Regions from separate parts of the Capsicum annuum genome. Here region 1 is linked to region 2. A link is a contact called in public Hi-C data. All regions are on one chromosome and are shown on one strand. The core of a region is the stretch at or near the end of the contact, and the rest is flanking DNA. Distances in the headings are between cores, read along the strand shown.

Evidence for each region. Hi-C and Micro-C count contacts between places; a contact is called where the count stands out from the background.
Region 1: a contact with region 2 is called in a Hi-C map of leaf, with 2.5 times the contacts expected there. The contact joins the promoter of LOC107872377 here to the enhancer-like site in region 2. A contact is called at or near these places in 2 of 5 Hi-C or Micro-C datasets (leaf and placenta).

The regions. Positions count from the first base shown.
Region 1 is chr5:29,111,176-29,115,336 of UCD10Xv1.1, reverse strand. It overlaps LOC107872377, which reads left to right and starts at 1,277. Exons shown (of 1, transcript XM_016719114.2): 1 at 1,277-2,388. The coding sequence starts at 1,339. The coding sequence ends at 1,899.
Region 2 is chr5:28,959,570-28,963,881 of UCD10Xv1.1, reverse strand. It overlaps LOC107870544, which reads right to left. Exons shown (of 3, transcript XM_016717105.2): 3 at 501-826. Among protein-coding and RNA genes, the nearest start is that of LOC107870544, 12 kb to the right of the region's middle. Within about 2 kb of position 1,266, at least 1 of the 5 cell types and tissues checked has an H3K27ac peak or open chromatin away from gene starts, as enhancers often do. A contact at or near this core is called in leaf, where this site is marked.

The DNA of each region.
Region 1 (4,161 bases), core at 28-2,527, 150 kb before region 2:
AAGTTGCAATCACCGTATCATGTGTCAAATGTTCATGTAATCTGTCCCATTGTAATTGGTAGTAAGAAAAAAGAGGTTCACGAGGGAGAAAATCAGTGTCTTTTTCTTTTTGTTATTTTGTACAATTTCTACTTCAATAGGGACCAAAAAGTAACCTTGGTGTCATGAAGAAAATGAAATAAAATGTCTTCACCTTGACTTGCTTACAATTTAGAGGCATGCATATGACACATAATGGACGAAATGAATGCTTTCAAACATGAAGAAATGTTGGTGGATATTTTTGTAAATTGTTGTTTCTTTCATTTGTGAGTTGCTCCCATATGACATGTGCAATGTTCATATATGTGTTTTATTTGATCATGCTATGTAATCTTTACCCACTACGCCAATTTGGTTGAGTCATGATGGAAGCCATGTTTCCTCTTCTAAAAGTTTGGTATTGGTTAATTGGTTGTGATTAGGTTGGTGTTTTTTTTTTTTTTAATCTTTTCTCCAGATACTTTACCATAGGTTTGATGTAGGAAATTAATATTATGTGGTCGCACAGGGTTCGAGGAAAGGTTGTATTCCAAAAGGGTGTGATATACTTTCATATCTATCTCGATAAAAGCATTAACGATTGATTTCATGACTCGTGAAATTTGTGATAGATAGGTCTCACATAAATAACTTTAATTACTGTTGCTTCAAAAATCTCATTCACCCCAGGTTTGAAGGATAAAAATTGAATAGCTTAGGGTCGTTTGATTTGAATACAAGTTATGCTGATAAATTTGAGATCAAGAGCACACAACACAAATCATAATATCATGAATTCTAATTTACTTCAAAAATCAGTCAATTATCGATTGACGTTCCGTCAAAATCTATTAAAACAACAATCATCAGAAAACTCAATTTTTTGTTGAATTTCTGACGGACATATCCATCGAAAATTGACTGATGTCTAGTAATGCATATAGCTCCTAAGACACAATTATCCAGCTAAAATCTTCACTATTCTCATATTAACAATGCGAAAAGAAAGTAGAATCATTTGATTGAAAATATAATTAACCAAGTTCCTATTTATCAATCAAGACATGATCAATTTTTAGGATGTTAAATTAATTCCATGACGCACAAAAAACTCAGGCATCCTATGTGGTTTAGGTGGAAAAAACAAAAGATGGATTAAGTAAACCAAACCTTTAAAATTTTAACAAAACTCCCTAAAAAGGAACAGTATTTAAAAGAAACCTCCCCAAAATAATCATACCTCAAAAATCTTATTCCTCAATCAACTTAATTTCTTTTGAAGACCAAATTAAACCATCAAACCAATTTGTTATAATCATGATAGCAAGAATCATATTTTGCACTGCAGTTTTACTAGCAATACTTTCAGTAATTCTCCTAGCAATATTCTCACCAATACCCCAGGGAAACAAATCAAAAAGTCCCCCTTGGGTTGATTTATCTCTTTATATTCAACAGCCTCGAGTATCTGTTTCCAATATTTCTCCCGAAAAAACTCCAACAGACTTTAGCGCTTTAATTTTCCATCGCCTTCTTACAGAAGGCCCGGAAAACACGTCTCGTGTAGTTGGGAAAGTGCAAGGTTTCATCATCCCCATTCAAGATTTCGCGAATTCAGCGTTTAATATTATTTATCTTACGTTTAGTTCAAAAGAATTTAGTGGGAGTCTTAGTGTTGAGGCTAAAAGTTTGACAAATGACAACAAGGGAGAGTTTATGAATGTTGTTGCTGGTACTGGCTATTTTGCCTTTGCTCGTGGCCTAGCTATTTTTTCACAAACAGAAAGAGAAGCTATTAATTCTGATAATTTGGAAGCTAATTATCATATAAAGCTTCAATTGAAATTCCCTAATACATCACAAACAATTCCAAAATGAATTATTAGCAAGGGCAGTCCGGTGCACTAAGCTCCCGCCGTGAGGTCACGGGAAGGGTCGGATCACATCGCCTATATTTCTATAAGACGCCGTTTCCACGATTTGAAGTGTTGACCTCCCGGTCACATGACGTCAAGATTTCCCTAGATGAATCATAAGCAATCTTTTAATTTTTTTAAATATGGAATATACTAGGATAATTTTTGGGGAAATATATTCTTCACGAGAGAAAGTCAATCATATAAGAAGAAGTATAAAAAAGGAGAAAGCAATAACACATGAAGGCAACTGTTTTTGTTTTGAATGGAAAATATTGGTTTGATTTGATTCTATCTATTTATTTTGATCTGATAAAGTCAAAGGAATCTATGCATAATATAATGGGGTTCTTTCAGAAATAGTGACAGTTTGATGTAAAACTCACCTTTCATAGTCATATTTTACATAATTATCATTTATAATCGATGTATTCAGTTTACGCTCGTTGTATTCGGTTTTATCAATAGTCTGTATTCATATAAAATATAAATACAATACCTATTTAGTCACTGTATTTTATTCACAGCCGTTGTATTCACTTTTACTTAGTGGTCTGTATTCATAAAAAATATAAATACACTACATATTTAGTCTCAACAAAAACACTAACATATTTTCTTTTCTTATATTTTTTCTTTTTTCTTTTTTTTTTCTTTTTCGTGTTTTCCTCGTTTTTTCTTCTTTTTTTGGTTTTTTCTAGTTTTACTTTTTTTTATTTGTTTCTCTCTCTTGTATCTCTAACATCTATTTCTCTTTCTTCTTTTCTTTGATTTTTTTTGGTCTCTTTTTTGTACTTATTTTCTTTATCCTTTCTTTTGTTCTATTTTATATTTTTGAAAAATATGACTACTCGAGCACAAGTCATGAATGATAACGTAAATACCACAATTGTTTATCGTATTTGTAGTCAAACCGTTATTTATATATTTGTATTCATTGATACAACTGTATTTGTATTTATGATTATAAAGTTCGCGCTTGTATTTATTGTTGGTAAAATTACAATAAAAAATACAACTGAAAATTACAAGTGAAGAAAATAAAAAAAACTAACTTCTTCTTCTTCGGCTGAGGCACGGATATCTTGCTCTCTTTAAGAAGATTCAAGCCCACTGCATCAAATGTTTCAACGGTCCAGCAGTAATCTTCTTGACTTGTCCCTTCCAGGATACACCAGTCTTCTCACAGAGAATAACTCAACAACTTTGGACAAGAGTTGAGTTCTAAGCTCTACAAAAAAGAACACCCCCCTTCAACTAATGAACTCTCTTTTTACTAACTTTTATTAACTCTCTATTATCTTGTGTGTTGTATTACAAAATCATGTAAGACCTACCTCTATTTATAGGTGAAAAACTCTTACATGCAATGAAAAAGGAAAAGGGAATGGGATAGTATAGATGAAATATCAATGGCTTAGAGGTTTCATGATTTACAAGATTACACCATATAAAGAATAGAATAATGGAGGAATAAAGAGTGAAAGTTACAAGAGTTACATGAAACTTATATTCATATTCTACCATCACTAACTATAGGTTTTAAGGCACAAATGAATGAGAGACAAAGGTTGTAAAGTAACAGTTATGCAATGTGTAAAATGAAACTCCCACAAGGCACATTCTGTCATGCCACAATGTAACCTAAAATCAATTTAAGGTTCTTAAAGTCACTAAGTTCCATGCAACAACTATTATATTGGCAAAAAGAAAAACTGAAGCAAATTAATATTATTAATATTAAAATGTTACTCCATCAATCCCCTACCCATTTTAATATTAGATAAGAGATTCCACTAGTTAAAGGAAGACTATCATGCATAATGAAGGTGTGCTGTACATTGAACCCTCACTTAGTAAAACAGTAATTTTTACTCCAAAGTCGTAGTGGTCTCAGACTTGAACTATGACTGATTAAGGGAAATAAAAAGTTACTGCTTACACATAATAGTCAAGGTGTTGACATGAGATTTATAGCCAGCACGTTACAGCCTTGTGCTATCCCAATTTCACGAGTGTCTTTGAGAATGAGCCTAATTCTCATAGAAAGCGGCCTACCTCCACACTCACATAGGTGAAATCCGTCGAGAGTGCTCCTGTAATTTAGCACCTTACTCATACGAGCTACAAATTTTCATTCAGGGGTGGATGCACATCTTTACGTATGGGTTCCCGGGAACCCATAACTTTCGTACGGTTCTTGAATTTATATTGAAAAAACTAG
Region 2 (4,312 bases), core at 17-2,516:
TTCAAATTTATGGCTGCAAATGACAAAAACACAATTAATAATTGCCTTAAGCGTACAAGAAGAAGATAACTACAAGAAAGAGAAAAGGGAATTTTTTGGAAAATTACAAGGAATCACCTAAAAAAAGAAGGCATGCTCTTGGATTGGATATAGGTTTCCTAACTAGAATTCTCATTTCAATGGAATTGAGTAGTTTTAACTAATATGTGGAAAGGTGTATGGATTTTAATTGAAAAGTAAGTTGTAATATATTGCATTTGCGAAAAAATAAAAAATTTTGCAATTTTTTGCATGTATATCTACTTCATGACAACTTTAGATGTACGGTGTATGAAGTTCAGCCTAGACCATATATGGCTGAACTTGCCTCACTATGTCTAAGAGGTTTGATTTTTCAAGTGCGTGCTTAACTTCAGACACCATGTGTTTGAAGTGGGAATATATGTAAAAAATATTTAAAAGTGGGTACATGTTAAATGACAGTATCAAAGCAGGCAGCCTCATGAAACTTTTACACCTTTAGCTGAAGTAAATAATAGATAGTTGACAGGTAAAGCATAAGATAACAATATCAAATTCTGCATACATCCTACCTTTTCCAGACCCTCGCCGGTGGGATACAATGGGTATGTTGTTGTTAAGACAATCAATGTGAGTTCATAAACAAGTGAACTAACGTTTACTCGAAGTAAATAATGAGAGGTCAGGAACAAAAAATGTCGATGTCAAAAGCTTCTCCCATCAACTGTGAGTAGTAACCAATGGAAGCTTCTCTTCGCGGTATCTTTTCCATTTCCAATATTGCTCTCAGGCTGTTTTTCTAGGACTACTGCAACCATGTAAAGGGAAAAAGATAAGAATCAACATACAAATGATCCAAAAGCCTGTTGCTGATGACTTATATGCTTGAAGGTCGAAGCTAATCATAATTCAAACTTAGATGTTGATTTCTGAAGGACATTATGTCGTGTAGAACTATATGCTAATGTTTAGAAACCTAAAATGTTGAGGTCAGACCCTCTAAATTGAGACGTTGGAGCAATTATTTGCTGATATCGAAATGTCAGCAAATGGTAACCCGGTTTGAACATTAAGAAGTCTAAATTAGTGAAACCAAGAGGTTCACATAAACATTTTATATAAAGAATATCCACAACTTATCAACCTTAGAATTTTCAAAATCTGGGTCGGGTCCATGTGACCCGACCTGATCCGACACCCCCAGGGACCAAGGTTAAGAAAGGAACTCAAGAAAAAATCATACCACATGCTGCAAACTGAACAAAATCTCAAACTGCTTCTAAGGTAAACTACCACATTATCTATGACTATCCCCGGTAATTCAAGAATATTAGCTCTATATGTATGTGGCTCATATTCATATGCAATCATTGCCTTATTTATTCCCAGAGATTCAACCTTTAAAGAGCAGCAAAAAATGGATTGTTTCTCACAGAGTATGTAGATGCATTATTGACAGAACGTAATGTAACAAATCAGTTGTCAACGAAAGACACATGCTAAAGTCATTAGTTTTGTTTAAAATCTTGCAAGCATGAAATTTTCCTCAACTTTTGATTGCCAACAATATATATGCATATATATTTCAGTCAAAATGTAGAATTTAAATGTCGAGCAGAAATAAAAGCGGCAGTCAAAATTTTGAATTTAAATGTCAAGCAGAAATAAAAGCAGCAGTGATAGAATTAGATGCTGAGTAATTACTATAATCAAAATACCAAATCCTTCAGTAAAGGCACTCTAAATAGATTAGAAAAAACATCTTTGGACAATTTGAAAACATTATAAAAAATTGATCAGGAAAACAAGTTTGTAAAATACTAGAAAACATTGAAATAGTCCTCATTAATCTGAGGAAACCAAAATAGATACCAGGTTTATTTTCCATTGGATAGAATTGTTCATAAATCAGGCATCTCAACAAGAACAACAACAACCACCTACCCAGTGTAATCCCACCAAGAGGGGTCTGGGGAGGGTAGGGTGTACGCAGACCTTACCAGTTCCTCAGAGGTGTAGTAGAAAGGCCATTTCCAGTAGACCCTAGGCTCAAGAAAAGAGGTCTACTGCCTCAGAAGTGTAGTAGAAAGGTTTTTTCCGATAGATCCTCGGCTCAAGAAAAAGAAGTCTAGAAAAAAGACGTAATGAAAGTACAAGAGACTATAGATAGTGAAAAAACACCAAATAGTAGCAGAATAGTACTACAACAAAAATCAGGCGTCTTTGTGATTAAAAAGATGCACAAATATAGAGAAAAATACATAAAACAAACAATGTTTTTCCTTCATGCAAATTACATTCCCTTGAGAAGATATACATAAAAAACCCAAGGCATGAATATATATCATATATGTATCTTTTACTTAGTGGCATATTTGGATTCTTTATCGGCACATAGCAGAAACTCAGACTTTCTGGTTGAAACAACTATTCAAGATTAGTTTTCTATGGTGAAAGGGATATGAGAACTCTGTACTGTTGTTGCTACCACTGCTTTTGCTGCTCTAAGTGATTAGTTTCTTCCATTGTATGAACAGTGACATTCTTGTTATATTCAGGCTTCACGCTTCGCGTGCCACTTAGAATGTAGCTGGTTTTTTCCTCTTTTGGTGGAATATAGTTATGCTTTGCAGGTTCTTGTTGAATATAGCTATACTTCGAAGCTTTATGGGTGTTTTGAGTCAATTAGGATAACCAAGGAACTTTCCGTCACTGTTTATGATGTTTCAGTTGCATCCATTTGTACCTTCTATGACAAATTGCAAGCTATATGGAGAGTTGGTGCTTCACATAGACAACACATAATTATGTGTATGATTAGGGAGTAAAAACATTTAGGCTTTGAGTCAACATGAATATGAAGGAGGCTTTCAAATTGCATCTGAATGTGATCGATTGTATATATATGGAAGCCAAATGTATTTTTTCATATAATTTCACCCATAAGTCTTTATGGTTTCCCAACTAGGAAAATGTGTTTACTCAGCCAATCGACATATGAGGAGTATTTACCAACTTTACTCGACTCAACTTAACAGAGGCTAAGACTGTTGTTTAGAAGGAATATAGTTTACATATTCCCCCACATAATCTCATATAATTATCGTTTTTTCCTCAATAATCCCATGCTTCGGCTGCGCTTTGTGTATTAAGCCCCAACAGGCAACTGCAACTTTTTGTACTTGATAACACGACTAGAAAGAATCAAGCATGAGTACAAAGACAAATTAAGAGTTATGTACAGTTAGACAGGCCATTGAGAAAGTCATCAACTGTATCAATAAGTCCCTATTAGCATTTCCTGTCCTTAGAGGATACAAATGTTCCTTTCATAAAACAGTACACCATTTTACATGTCAATTTTATTACAAATGTTATTGCATATTGGAGGTGCCTTAAATCCATTACTTTTTTTTTTTGATAATCGTGGTGTCCGGGCCAGGTTGCGCACACCTCGACTAATTCTACGAGATACCTGCCACCTCCCACCAGCAACAGGTACTAGATAACTTTGTCCACCAAGTCTAGAATCTAGAACAGATGAGAAAAAATCACCTAATGTTTGTCTTTGTTGGGAATTGAACCTGAGACCTTATGGTGCTCAACCCAACTTCATTGAACCACTAGGCCACGCACTTTTTTTTCGAGTCAACTTCCATAATACTCAACTAATTTCGCAGGTTACCTTCTAACTCCCACCACCACATAGTTACCAGGTAACTTTGTCCACCAAGGCTTGGAAAGACAAGAAATAAATCACCTAGTGTTTTTCTTTTCGCCTCCACAGGAATTCAAACCGAAACTTCTCGGTTCTCAACCCATTTCATTGATCACTAGGTAACACACTTGTGTGCTTGCAATCTTAAATGCAACTCTTTATTAAACCATCAACGTGTAACTTAAGTTAATCTCATACATATTTGTAATGCCTCACATTTTGGACTAGAATGAAAATCCGTCATTCCTATGCGTGGATGTTTCAAAAGCCTCAAATCCTATATAAATTTAGTGTGTTAATCAATTATGTAGTGTGGGAATCTATTTGAACATGAATTTAGATCATAGAGGTCCCCTAACTCAAGTACAAGTTGAAAGTTTTCCTATTGTTCAAGTTTTAGTGAGCGTCAAAACTTGGGTCAACTTCAATCGACCATAACTTGTTGTATATGACGAACTGGGTGGTTTACTATATATCAAATGAAAGATCTTTGAATTATCCTTCCAACGATACCAATTTCGCCTAAATCCGATATCGGAGCAAAGAGTTATGCCTATTTTACTCCAGCATATC